Linked DNA regions of Mus musculus: region 2 is linked to region 1. Evidence: chromatin contacts called from public Hi-C data. All regions are on one chromosome and are shown on one strand. Each heading gives the region's core, a stretch centred on a gene start, on an enhancer-like site or on the middle of the called end of the contact. The rest is flanking DNA. Distances are from core to core; before and after follow the strand shown.

Evidence for each region. A called contact is a pair of places that touch in the nucleus more often than the background predicts.
Region 2: a Hi-C map of the Ba/F3 cell line shows a contact between it and region 1, with 2.3 times the contacts expected there. The contact joins two enhancer-like sites. A contact is called at or near these places in 1 of 15 datasets of contacts at CTCF or cohesin (the NIH/3T3 cell line), 3 of 484 Hi-C or Micro-C datasets (the AtT-20 cell line, the Ba/F3 cell line and embryonic fibroblasts) and 2 of 115 datasets of contacts at active chromatin or transcription factors (CD8 T cells and craniofacial prominence).

Annotation. Positions count from the first base shown.
Region 1 is chr2:10,096,441-10,103,147 of GRCm38.p6, reverse strand. Itih2 (inter-alpha trypsin inhibitor, heavy chain 2) reads left to right here. Exons shown (of 21, transcript NM_010582.3): 15 at 194-363; 16 at 936-1,073; 17 at 4,581-4,694; 18 at 5,048-5,246; 19 at 5,899-6,071; 20 at 6,586-6,697. Among named protein-coding and RNA genes, the nearest start is that of Kin, 19 kb to the right of the region's middle. Within about 2 kb of position 2,482, at least 8 of the 459 cell types and tissues checked have an H3K27ac peak or open chromatin away from gene starts, as enhancers often do. A contact at or near this core is called in the Ba/F3 cell line, where this site is marked.
Region 2 is chr2:10,337,713-10,344,295 of GRCm38.p6, reverse strand. Gm13261 (a long non-coding RNA gene) reads left to right here. Exons shown (of 4, transcript XR_001783229.2): 3 at 2,568-2,775. Among named protein-coding and RNA genes, the nearest start is that of Gm39758, 21 kb to the right of the region's middle. Within about 2 kb of position 2,660, at least 12 of the 459 cell types and tissues checked have an H3K27ac peak or open chromatin away from gene starts, as enhancers often do. A contact at or near this core is called in the Ba/F3 cell line, where this site is marked.

The DNA of each region.
Region 1 (6,707 bases), core at 1,233-3,732:
AACTAGAGACCACATGGCTGGATAAACTACTGAGGCTCATGAAACCAGTTGGTTCTGTTTCTCTCTTGTCTTAGGCATCCCCACTCTGTGCTCAGGTGTTGGGTGACTATCAGAAGGGGGAGTAAAGAGGTTTGGGGCCCAAGTTCACCCTGGTATATGGTGATGTTCTTCAATATCTACCCTCTGAATGCAGAAGTCTGGCTCCTACTGCTGCCATCAAAAGGAAAATCACCAAAACAATCCTGCAGATGTCTCTAGACCATCACATCGTGACTCCGCTTACTGCCATGGTGATAGAGAATGATGCTGGAGATGAACGCATGCTGGCTGACTCCCCGCCACAGGACCACTCCTGCTGCTCAGGTCAGTACTTGGGTCCTTATGGGGCAACAAGATGGAGTGGCCTTCTTGTCTTGTGTTGATGTCCCATCTCCCATCCACTTTTTGCTTCCACCTGTGTCCGTAAGTGTCCAGGTTTAAGTTTAGTTTTGCCAGTGAACATGATGGTACCAGCTCTCTATTTAGCCAAGGATGACCTTGAACTCCTGGCCCTCCTGCCTCCACTTTCTGAGGGCTAGGATTGCAGGCATGTGTCACTATGCCCAGCAGAGGGGTTCTTTCTCGCAGATCTATTTATAGTACTAGATACTGGAAGAATTGGATACTAGAGGGAACAAGAGGAGGGAAACTTTGACTAAAGAGAGGCTGTGGGTGACCTTGCACGCTCAACACCCTGGGTTTGATACTTAGCACTGCACACACGCGCGCGCGCGCGCGCACACACACACACACACACACACACACATATGAGAAGAGGAAACCTTAGTTGAGAACCTTTGGTTGGGAAAGAGGATGCAAAAGTCAAATTATTTAAACTGAGTGCAATTTCTATGGAAGAGTACATGGGAACTAATGGGGGCAGTTCTTCTACGCAGGCGCACTGTATTATGGCACCAAGGTTGCCTCGGGTCCCATCCCATCATGGGCCAACCCATCTCCGACACCAATGTCGGCCATGCTTGCAGTCGGAGCGAAGCCACTTGAGTCTACTCCACCTACTCATTTGAATCAAGGTAAAAGCATTTCTCCCTTTTTAACCCATCAGACCCCTGTGTGAATTTCCATCAATGAATAGGATCTCCATGTCTTGAGAAGCTAGCTGACTTTTACAGGCCTTGTTGCCTTCTATGGGGAGTCAAAAGCCCCGTGTGCTTACTGCAGTGCCGTAACGAAGTAGCTGGGGCACGTCTGGTGTCTCTTCTTGTTGGGTGCTGAAAGCATCAGGGCTTCATTCTCTGACATCATGGACACCTAATGACCCGCTGAAGGGTTCCATGTCTAGATACCATCATATGTTGAGGTGTAGGGCTTGGAATATGAATTTGCGTGGAGACAAACCCATACCTCACACTCTTTCCAAGTGCATGAGGCAACCTCTCTGGAATAGAAGAGATTCTCTTCTTGTGGGAATGCATTGGTGGAGTGCCGCTTCACATTTGGTGAATAGCCTCAATTGGTTAAGCAGTTACTAGTTGCTCAATACATGGATGTTATCATTGAGTAAGAACTATCGTTTTGTTTGTTTTGACCCAAATGCATTCATTGTCACATGCATGTGGGAGGCATGGCCCATAGATGTGATCATTCAAAAGCCACTAACATATATTTGTTAGAGGTTGGGCGCTGAGGTGCAACTGTACACTTTCAGTACACAATGGACACATTCCCTTTCAACGTGTGAGACAGAGGTGCCACCTGGAGGACGTAACAGTAAGTGCAGCTCCTGCTGTTGCCCCAGAGTTTACAGAAATGGTAACCACACACACTCGGTCAATTACCGAAGTGACAAGCTTTGCAAAAAAGATAATGCTTACTCATGCTGTGGCAAAACATGAGGAGACATGGGACATGATACAGGTCTCAAAGCCACATGCCCTAGGGCTTGAAGATATGTATAGGGCAGAGAAATGGTAATTACTGTGTGGGGAAGAGTTGGAGGGATCTGTGGTTTACAAACACACAATTAGATTCCAGAGGCCGTTAGGAGATACACATTCAGAAAACGGGGGTATTCACATCATCGGAAGATGGAGTGATGGCCCTCTGGCATCATAAAGTCACCCATCACATACCTGTATGTTTTCAAGGTAAGAGTCAGTGGCTTCAACAAGCAAGGTCTTCAAGTCACTGGGAAGTAACCTAGGCAACTGTTATCACCGTGATCGGAACACCAGGAGCATTAGCCACAGCAAAGCTAGGAGGCAAACAGCGTGTAGCTCACTGCCACCTCTATGGCTGCTGCTTGTCAAAGTTGACAGAAAGCTAATGAGCTGAGGGTTTGCCCGGGTTTCCCCGCTAAAGCCCATACCCTGACTCTGTGTGTGTGTGTGTGTGTGTGTGTGTGTGTGTGTGTGTGTGTGCAGGCCATGAGGCAGCCCCTGCAGTGTGTATGTATGTGCTTTGCAACATCTCTCTCTTAGAGAATGGACTTTGGACATCCTCACAGCACTCCAGGCTTCTGTCCTAAGGGAAGGTCCCACTGCTCAGCAGTATGTGGATGTTTGAAGTGAAAACAGAAGGCTACTTCCTGTTGTTAATGTAAGATCCCTAGGTTCTCTTGAATAGACTCTCCTATTTAGAAAACATCTTCAGATGGCCCAGTGAGGTGTCTCCAAGGATGAAGGCACTTGCTAACAAGCTTAATATCCTGAGTTCAGTCCTGAAACCTGCATGGCAGGAGAAAACAGACTACCACAAGTAACCCTCTGAACTCTATATACTTGTTAGAACACAGGCCCATATGTACACACACACATACACTGCACGAACACATACACATGTGCACACACACACACACACACACACACACACACACACACAAAGTGGATAATCTTCAGAACTGACATCTTAGATTGTAGATGCAAGGCTGACTTGGACTATACAGGGAAACCCTGTCTCCAAAATTAATTACTTAAAATTAAAACGAAATAAATGATGTTTCAAAATGAACTCTAGACTGAGTGGGTGGCACCTGTAATCCCAGCATTCAAGGTGAAGGCAGGTGAACTGTGAGTTTGAGGCCAACGTGGACACAGAGCAATACCCCATGTCACAAGAGAACGGCTGAGGATGTCACTACATGGGAGAGCACATGCCTTGTGTGTGCACTGTCCTATGCGTCCTATCACAGTGCAGCTGAGAGGGAGAGGAAAGAGAAAGAAAGGCTCCGATTGTTTATTACATACACCAAGCATCGTTTTGTTACAAGCAACAGCAAGGACCCGGGTGACCATGTTAAGTGGCCTCATCTCACTTTCTGTGGCTTATCTCCAATAATGTTCGTTGTGGGACCTGAATGATTTGCTGTTTCCCTTTTGTTGATGATAATGCTCCTTATAGCTACACTCCTGAGCAGGAACCCTGAGTGGAAGATCAGTGTGCAGGGCTTGTGTGGTGAATGGCTCCCAAGAGCAGGACATGCTATGGTGTCCAGCATGGACATCACACTGTCCACTCACTACATGGACCCCACACACTGTCACTTTTCAAAGGAAAGTTTTTGCAGCAAAAAAGGACAAGACAGCCTATTTTAAAACGGCGTTCCTAAGACCACAAGGCTTCTTCCATATGTCTAGTCTGCTATTTGATGCAACAAAAAGGCTGCCCCTGAATCAGATGGTCCTGGGGTCAAATTCTTCCAATGTAAACATTGGCTGTACACTGACTTCTCTGCTCTCAGTTATCTCACCTGTATTATGGAGTAATGGCTATAGGGTAATTATAAAGCAAGATTCTCATATCTAGACATCCAATAAAGTCTAACTAGTGCTTGGCCCATAAATCTTAGGATTTCAGGAATATATACTGTTGACATGGAGATCTTCGATCCACTTCCAACCCTATCAAAAGTTAAAGCTACACTGATTGGTGTAAGGAGGCGTTCCATTGCCTAGAAACACATCATCACGGCGGGGAGTATGGCAGCATGCAGGCAGACAGGGTGCTAGAGAAGTTGCTGAGAGTTCACATCTGGATCTGCAGTCTGCAGCCAGCAGGGAGAGAGCTACTGGGCCAGGCTTTCTCTTTTGAAACCTCAAAGCCCAACCTGCCAGTGACACACTTCCTCCAACAGGCCACATCTCCCAATCCTTCTCGAGTATTTCAACTCCCTGGTGACTAAGCATTCAAATATAGGATCCTGGGGTGGGGGTGGGGAGCAATATTATTCAAACCACCATAAGTACCGTACTTATATAGAAGGAAAATTTTGCCATAAATCTTTTCCAAAGGAGCCATTGTTTCATACCTCAACAGTGCCCTCTAGTGCCCAGCCTTGACATTGACCGATGAACCAAGTCTTCATTAACCACCTGAAATGAACTGTGTAGTGTGAGATGAAAGCAAGGGGCAGGAGGTAACGTAATGGATTACAATCTTGCCTTCTGGAGGCTGAGACAGTAAAATCACAAGTTCAAGGACAGCCCGTGCTGCGAAGTTAGATCCTGTCTCAGTAAGCAACAGTGACAAAAATCAGCTTCCTTTTTATAATTTTGTTTTTATTTTTCTTGTCTATTTTCTAGTGGAAAATGACCCCCACTTCATCATTTACCTGCCCAAAAGCAAAAGGAATATTTGTTTCAATATTGACTCAGAACCTGGGAAAATCCTAAGCCTGGTGTCTGACCCAGAATCAGGTAACATAAGAGCAGATTCCATTTGCAGCAACTCATCGCATGACGGCTAGACTTCCTTGTGTCCACCTGGATTCGTTTTTTCTCACCCCATTAGATAGACTATAGCTTTTAAAAGTGCTATAACTAGTAAGAAACTTATATATATATATCACGTCAAGCAAGTATAACTTAAAAATACCTATTCTGAGCACAAGCTAGCTGATGTTTTATTTTATAAAAAAATATTAACTTTAAAATATCTCGTAAAGGAAAAATATTTGTATTATGACATTGTTGACTTGCCAGGCTTTATAAATACAAACTGTGGTGCCCACTCCTGGGGCCCAGAGGAGAAAGCATGTTTTCCTTTACAGGGATTGTAGTCAACGGTCAGCTTATCGGCGCCAAGAGGGCAGAGAATGGAAAGCTAAGCACCTACTTTGGAAAACTGGGGTTTTATTTCCAAAAGGAAGGCATGAAGATAGAAATCAGCACCGAGACCATCACCCTGAGCTCTGGCTCCTCTACATCTCGACTGTCCTGGTCCGACACAGCTCATCTTGGAAACTCGAGGCAAGTAGTGTTCCACCTCCGTTCCCATCAGCCCTTGGGACACGGCTGCAGAAGCAAGCCCAGCCTCAACCTCAGAGAGATCATCCAGCCGTCCTTTTAGATACAAGGACGCTGAGGTTCAGGGTGGCTCTTCTCTTGCACTGGGGTATCCCTGGGTCCAGGAATTGTTTTCAGTGTTCACCGTGTCTCACTGACAAGGCTCAGTGAGAAGCAACAGTAAGTGCTCAGTATATGCAAGCAGACCTGCGCATTGGGATCTGGAGCTGACTACATCAAGTATGCTCCAAATGGTATGATTGTATTTTATGCAAGAGTATCTTCCCAGCTAGGGCCTGGCCACTGACCGTTTTAGACAGCCCACATGCAGTGAAGCCCTCGCTGGAGGACCCGAGAGTTTGTTATATTACCTGAATTCAATCTCAGACAGGACCCACAAAGTGGAGGGAGAGAAGAGAGCCTGCAAGTTGTCTTTTTCTGATCTCCACTAGTATGTATGCATACATACATGGGTGGGCACATAAACACACACACACACACACACACACACACATACACACACACACACACAGAGAGAGAGAGAGAGAGAGAGAGAGAGAGAGAGAGAGAGCTCTGAAATCATCTAGAAACTCGTTCAATGTTGGCTTTCCCATAGGGTGCTCATCTCTGTGAAGAAAGAAAAATCTGTGACTCTCACCCTGAATAAAGAGCTGTTCTTTTCCGTTCTGCTGCATCGTGTGTGGAGGAAGCACCCAGTTAACGTGGACTTCCTGGGGATCTACGCTCCCCCCATAGACAAGTTCTCACCTAGAGTGCATGGACTGTTAGGTACTGTATTTCGACTGTCAGCATGCGGGAGACTTGGATTATGGTTAGAAGCTGGGAAGGTGGCAGGTAAGGCCATGAGAGCAGAGAGCCTAGCGTGACAGGATGGCTTGGGAACATTATGGCCAACACCATCTGCCCAATGACACAAAAGTGGCAACTTAGGACAAGGGATAAAACAGGCTAAAATTTACACTAAGGTTTTTTGTTTGTGTGACCAAAGAGAGGTGACTTGGTTTAGGAAGTCTGTGACAAGTAGACTCCATAACATCAGATACTTTAAGAAGACTTCAGACATAAGCATGTGACACCTCAAACCACTCTGCATCTATGATCTCAGCTACACTCTATAATACCTTCCCAGCCTGCTGCCATCACGTGGGTAGTTATTCACTGATGGTCTAGTAAACTGGCATCAAGTATAAAGAGATTCTGCAGGGCAGATCAGTATGCTGCTCGAGCCCAGTGACAGGCCTTGGAGTCCATGTAAATTCATGTCTATGCTTTGTGTCATTAGGCCAGTTCATGCAGGAGCCAGCCATCCACATCTTCAATGAGAGACCCGGAAAGGAGCCGGGAAAACCCGAGGCAAGCATGGAGGTGAAAGGACATAAGCTGACTGTCACCAGGTAGGTCCTG
Region 2 (6,583 bases), core at 1,411-3,910, 240 kb before region 1:
GGGCATCAGACTCCATTGGATGGTTATGAGACACCATGTGGTTGCTAGTTGAACTCTGGACCTCTGGAAGAGCAGTTAGTGCTCTTAACCACTGAGCCATCTCTCCAACTGTCCTCCTCCTCCTCCTCCTCCTCCTCCTCCTCCTCCTCCTCCTCCTCTTCTTCTTCCTCTTCCTCCTCCTCCTCCTTCTTCAGAAATAAGCAACAAAGCCCCTTTAGGCAAACTTTCTGCAGTGAACTTAGAGACAGTTCATATAACCCTGGATCTGTCTTTACCCCCTAACAACTCTCAGACCTCTCTGCTACCTCTCTAAACACATCGCCTAAACCCATGCTTTCTGGAAAAGCACTCCTTCCAAGTATAGAAAAACTTGGAGGCAGGAGGTGATGGGGAGAGTTGTAAAATGAGACAAACATGAAATTAGAATAGAACGTCAAAAGGAGACTGTAGGGTGGCTCCCTCTATTTGCCCCCAGTTCTGAAGTAATCTGTCAGATTTTACCAGTGCAGTTTACTGTCTCTGCTCTTAGCAGCATCCCCAGAAAGTGAAAGGACTGCAAGGGAGAGGAAAAAAACCCACAGCAAACACAACCCACCACATCCTCTTGCAATTCCCATGTCAGATCTTCTTTGAAATCACCTGTGCTGTATCTAGCTCACCCGTGCTTCTTGGAACACTTACACAAAATCTGAGATCCATCTATAATGTCCTGTCCAAGGTCGGCGCCATTCCGGGAGTGAGAAGACAGAGTGTGGTTGAAATGAGTAGCTTAAAAGTGAAAGCAAGGGCTGGGACATGGCTCGGGTAGTAAAGTGGTCACCACACCAGCGAGGAGCTGAGTTCGGATTCCCAGCATGCACACAGAAAGCCAGGTGGCATTGAAACATCTGTAACCCCAGCACCAAGGAGGCAGAGACATGCAGCTCCCTGGGACTCCTTTGGATAGCCAGCCTACAGTGAACTCCAGATCCTGTGAGAGATCTTATTTCAACTAGTAAGATGGAGAGAGGTTAGGGAAGGCACCTGATGCCAACTTTTGGCCTCCATATGCACCCAGGTGTACCAACACTGAAACGCACACATATACAACACACACACAGACACACATGTATTTTCACTTAAAAGCAAATTCAAAATCACAAAAATATTCTCTCCCCCAGGTATCTGCATATAATATTTTTTTTACCCAGAGTCTACAAAAAACAAACAAACAAACAAACAAAAACAACACACACACCAAAACTCTTCAGACTGAAACCCTGTAACGTGTAAAATAGTAATATGTTATAAACGGGGTATGAAATATGACCCCAACTGGGTACAATCCATCTGCCTCCTGTGTCTAATCAATAGTCCTGCCAGCAGATCCATAGAGAAGAATTACAGTCACAATGTAAGAAGCAACATGTAAGCTTGAATACGATCTGGTCCCTGTCTAGTTAAGGGTCAAATTAACCTCTCTTTCTGCTCTGTGGTATAGTAGGTGTGGTCAAAGCCACGTCACTAGAGACAATCCTGCCTCCCGATGTGAAACTTTGTGTTCTGTGAACAGAGATTTGATTTGGCCACAGTTGATTGTGCTTTCTACCCAAATCTGCAGGCCCGGCAGTGAGACAAGCTCGTTCATTCAGCTTTCTCAAAAGGAAATGGCAGGCAGTGGTGGCGCACACCTTTGATCCCAGCACATGGCAGGCAGAGGCAGGTGGATTTCTGAGTTTAAGGACAGTCTAGTCAAAAGAGTGAGTTCCAGGACAGTCAGGGCTATACAGGGAAACCCTGCCTCAAAAAAACAAAAACAAAACAAAAACCAAACAAACAAACAAACAAAAAAACCAACAAAAATAAGAAAAAGAAAGAAAGAAAAGAAAAAGGAAACACTAGCCTAAGTTTGGAAGTTAAGATGCTGTCTTCCCACCCAGTGCTCTACAGCTACACTTGACACTCTCAGGTTTGCAGCCCTGAGATTTGTGAGGTAGAGGAGGAGAGGTGAGAAGAAGGAGAGAGCTAACAGCTTAGCACATACAGAGACGGGAGCCTGAGAGTCAAGTCCAGCAAGTAAACATGGCCAGTAGGCATCGCAATTATGAATCTGGAGATGCGCCAGATGGCATGATCCGCAAAATGAAATCGAAAGGACCTTCCTGTGTCCCACTTTCATGTGTGTGTTTATGTATGTGGGTACATACAGATGCCAGTCAACTGCGGGTGCTGTCCCTCGGGAGCCATCTTTCTTATTTTTGAGACTGGTTCTTATATTGCAACTCAGGAGCTCGAAGACTGGAAGGTTGGCTAGCCAATGAGCCCCAAGGATCCACCTAGCTCCACCCCCAATGCTAGAATTACACGTGGGCACCACCGTCTCTACTTATTAAAACTCAGGGCCTTCTGCTTGCACAGCAAACGCTTTCATTACTCAGTCATCTCCCCAGCCCTCGTGCGTCAACACTGAAGCTTCAGTAGAGACCCTGAGAAACAGACCGTGCGGGTGAAACCAAGAGTCTACTAAGCGCACGCCCACAACGCAGGTTTCCTGGGGTAAGTGTCTGATTCTTTATTTTCTTCCGTAGCCTGAGGGAAAATTCAGAAGACAAATACTCCCTTCAACAAACAAGTCAGATGACCCGTAAGTGAGGTGAACTCCAAGGCTAAGGTGGATCCAGGGGCAGGACAAACTGTTCGCACGCCTAGCATCTGTGGACTCTACCCTCCAAGCGCTTCCCCGGTCTTGTCGCGAGAACCAGAACCGTCGCTTTCAGGAACTCTCCATACTACAGAGTAAGTAACGTTTGAAAACAATGCGTTTTTAATAGAAAGAAAGCAAATTTATTTATCACACTGCAAAGAGAACAGTGGCCGTGGTAGGAGCAGACAAGTAATTTAAAAATAACTCATCCAATCACCTAGAATAGAAAGTTAGTTATTTTAAACTCTATGCCTACTTTAATTGTTTAATGTGGCATTTGTTTTAAATATTTCTACTCTCAAAAATTCCATGTTTTTGTACTTCATTTTTTAAAAAGTACCTTTTACTTAGTGTGTGTGTGTGTGTGTGTGTGTGTGTGTACACATAACCCCGTGAGGGGAAAGGAATGTATGTGAAAAGGCATAGTGTGGAGTTCAGAGGACAACTTGCAAGAGTCCGTTCTCTGCTTCCAACCACGTGGCTCCTAAGTGTTGAGCTTAGGTCGTCCGGCTTGGCAGTAGGCTTCTTTTCCCACTGAGCCATCTCACTAGCTCTAAACTCTGACTTTGTTGTATCTCCTTGTTAAATTTTCCAATAGAAATAGAAGGGGCATTTAACTGGACTATGGAGGCACCTTATCAGAGTATCTGGGCTTCCTTGCCTCTTTACATTATTCCTTAAAATGAGAGCCTGGAAGAACCCATGATTTGGATACTAAAGTGGCAGGCTTCAGAGTTATATATTACATCATAGCTGAAGATATCATTGCAGGTTCACTTCTTTACTTGTGGACTAGAACCACATGCTATTGAACTGGCTCACAAGTATATTATATATGCCTCAAGAAAAGGGAAATGATAAAGAAACAGTGTAAGGTCAACATGGTCAGAAATCACACACCCTCCTTTTTCATTTAATTAACAATTCTGTGATTAAAAATCATTGGTTCATCACAGAGGAAATAGGACTTTATAAAACCAGTGCTCGGGTCTCAAAGAGCAGCTTCCTCCTCTTTGCCAGACAAACACTGAACCCAGTCAAGCAAACAGAACCAGAACCCCCCACCCAAGGGGGCCTCATTGTCTCTGTCCTAAATCTATTTCACCCTGGCATGTGGCTGCCAGTTCATCATCTACAGCAGAGGCACGTCCTTAGCTAACTGTTTCTGTCCCTCCCTGTGTATCTGCAGGACAGGGCTGGGAACAGACAAGTGGGGTCTGAAGTGGCTTTGCTTTGTGTATATGTTTCTAGGAAGGCAATGCGGGGCATCTTCATTTCCTCTTCCTTTGTTTGTCTTGGCCTAATTGAAGTCCTGTTGGCTCTGTGCCAAGGCATCTCTGTTTCACCTGGTAATAAATGGTCCTTCTCTGTCCACTTCTCAGGCTACACTAACCTTTAGATGAGCCACTAGCTCTTCTGAGTGGTGTTCCCAGCCCAGGGCTCTGTGCTGCAAAGAATTGATGTATATCAAAGCAAGTTTTGACATATGTCAAAACATGTGCACCAGGTAAATACAGGAGCACCAGAGACATCATGATGCTGTCTGTGGCTTTTCTGACAAGGTCAGAGCCTACCCCTGCTTGCTTGGGAATGTTGTTGGCGATTTTAATAAAAATAGTGAGGTCATAGTATAGCTTCTTGCTAAGGTTCAGTTTACAGTTGGATATTTCTGGCATCACTGGGTGACCATTGCTCTCTCTATCTCAGTGAATAAGATGAAATTTGTCACAAAATGAGTATATATCTACAGTCTATCCAAAGATGGCATGACATGCCAAAAGTACATTGATGCATTACGTGTGGGTGTCATGCGTACGTACATGCTCGCACATGTGTACATGTTCGTGTATCTATGGGTGTGCATGTGTGTGGCTAGATATAAACCTCACGGGTCTTCCTCAGTCGTGTTTTATCTTGTTTTGGAGGCAGAGGTTTTGCACTAGCCTGGAGACTCGTGGCTGGGATGGCTGGCCAGTAAGTCCTGGGGACCCACCCCCTTCATCTTCCCAGTGCCTGGATTCTAAGCATGTACCTCCATGCCTAGTTTTTAATGTAGGTTCTAGGGCTTGAACTCAGGTCCCCATGCTTTTGCTGCAAGCCCTTTACCAACTGAGCTATCGCTTTCCCCATTCCTTAACAGGTGCTTCTGAACGTGTACAACACTAGTAACGGAAGAGGTCAAAGTTCAGAAAGAGAGGAATTTCCCAAATGATCCAAATCCAAGCTTAGAGAAGCCAAAGTCATAGCCACTGGGCAGGACCTCTCTTGGCAAGTCATCTATTACTGGAATTATTATTCAGAAACAGATGTTAATAAATTTTTTAATGTGGAAAGTTTGTGTTCATTCTGTTTTCTTTTGCTGTTTCCTTTCTTCTAAGTGCCTGGTTTTTGAGAGATAAGTAGTTGTCAGCCAGCGTTTCATACAGGAGGTCTAGAATGAAAGAGAGAGAGAGAGAGAGAGAGAGAGAGAGAGAGAGAGAGAGAAGTCACCGTGCTAAACAGTAGCCAAGCCAACACTATCAATTCCCAAAACAAAGTTCCTTCACTTCCAAAATGTCACAATTCATGCAAAACAAGACACCCATTTCCTCTGAAATATCTGCTCAGCTTGCCCCAAAGAAGCAGTCCACCCTCAAACCAGCAAAATTGGTTATTGTGTGGTCAGTGCTTAGAGTAGGCTACACATCCTTATTCTGGCCTGCACTGTGGCTATCGGGATTCTTTTCAGTTTTTGCTCTGGAAAATGATAGCTGCGTTTTCGTATAAATCTTTATACACATTTCCAGTGCTCTCGTGGTACAAGTTTATAAAATGAAAATTGCTCACACAAAGCATGGTAATAGCTGTAGAACTCTAATTGACATTACCAAACAACACTCTAAAATAGCACAAAACATGTGCCTCTAACTGCACGATGCCAGTTTGTACTTGACCTGTGACCTATGTGAGGGGTGATTTCCCATAGCCGCTTTAGCACTGAATGCTGTCAAGGAGATAAGCAAAAACCATGTTCCCAGTTTCACTTGAACTTCTTCCTTACCAGGGGAATTGGGGGGTGTTTCCATGTTGATACTCTGTTTGGAGGTTTTTGTTATTAATATGCATTTTATTTCCATTACTTTATTTTTAATTAATTATTTTATTTATTTACACCCCAAATGTTGCCCCCTCTCCCCAGTTTCCTCTCCCAGATGTCTTCACTGTTTCTCCCCTCCCCTTCGACTAAACCCCAGAGCTTCCCCCATCCTGGGGCATCAAATCTCCACAGGATTAGGCACATCCTCTCTCACTGAGGCCAGACAAGGTGGTCCTGTGGTACATCTGTGCTGAGGTCCACAGACCAGCCCATGTGTGTTCTTTGGTTGCTGGCTCAGCCTCTAGGAGCTCCCAGGGATCCAGGTTAGTTGACACTGTTGGTCTTCCTATGGGGTTGTCATCCCCTTCAGCTCCTTCAATCCTTCCCCTAACTCTTCCTCAGGGGTCCTCAACCTCAGTCCAAAGTCTGGCTGTGAGTATCTGCATCTGTCTCAGTCTGCTGCAGGCAGAGCCTCTCAGAGGACAGCCATACTAGGCTCCTGTCTGCAAGCACAACATAGCATCAGGAATAGTGCCAGGGTTTGGTGCCTGTCCATGGGATGGATCCAAAATTGGGTCTGTCACTGGATGTCCTTTCCTTTAGTCTTTGCTACATTTTTGTCCCTGTATTTATTTTAGACAGGAATAATTCTGGCTCAAACATTTTGAAGGTGGATTGGTGACTTTTATATCCCTGCCCTGGGGGTCTGGCCTATCTACTTGAGGTGGTCTTTTCAGATCTCCCCACTGTTGGGCATGCTGGCTAAGGTCACCCCCCCCCCCATTGACTCCTGAGAGCCTGTCACATCCCAGCTCTCTGGGACT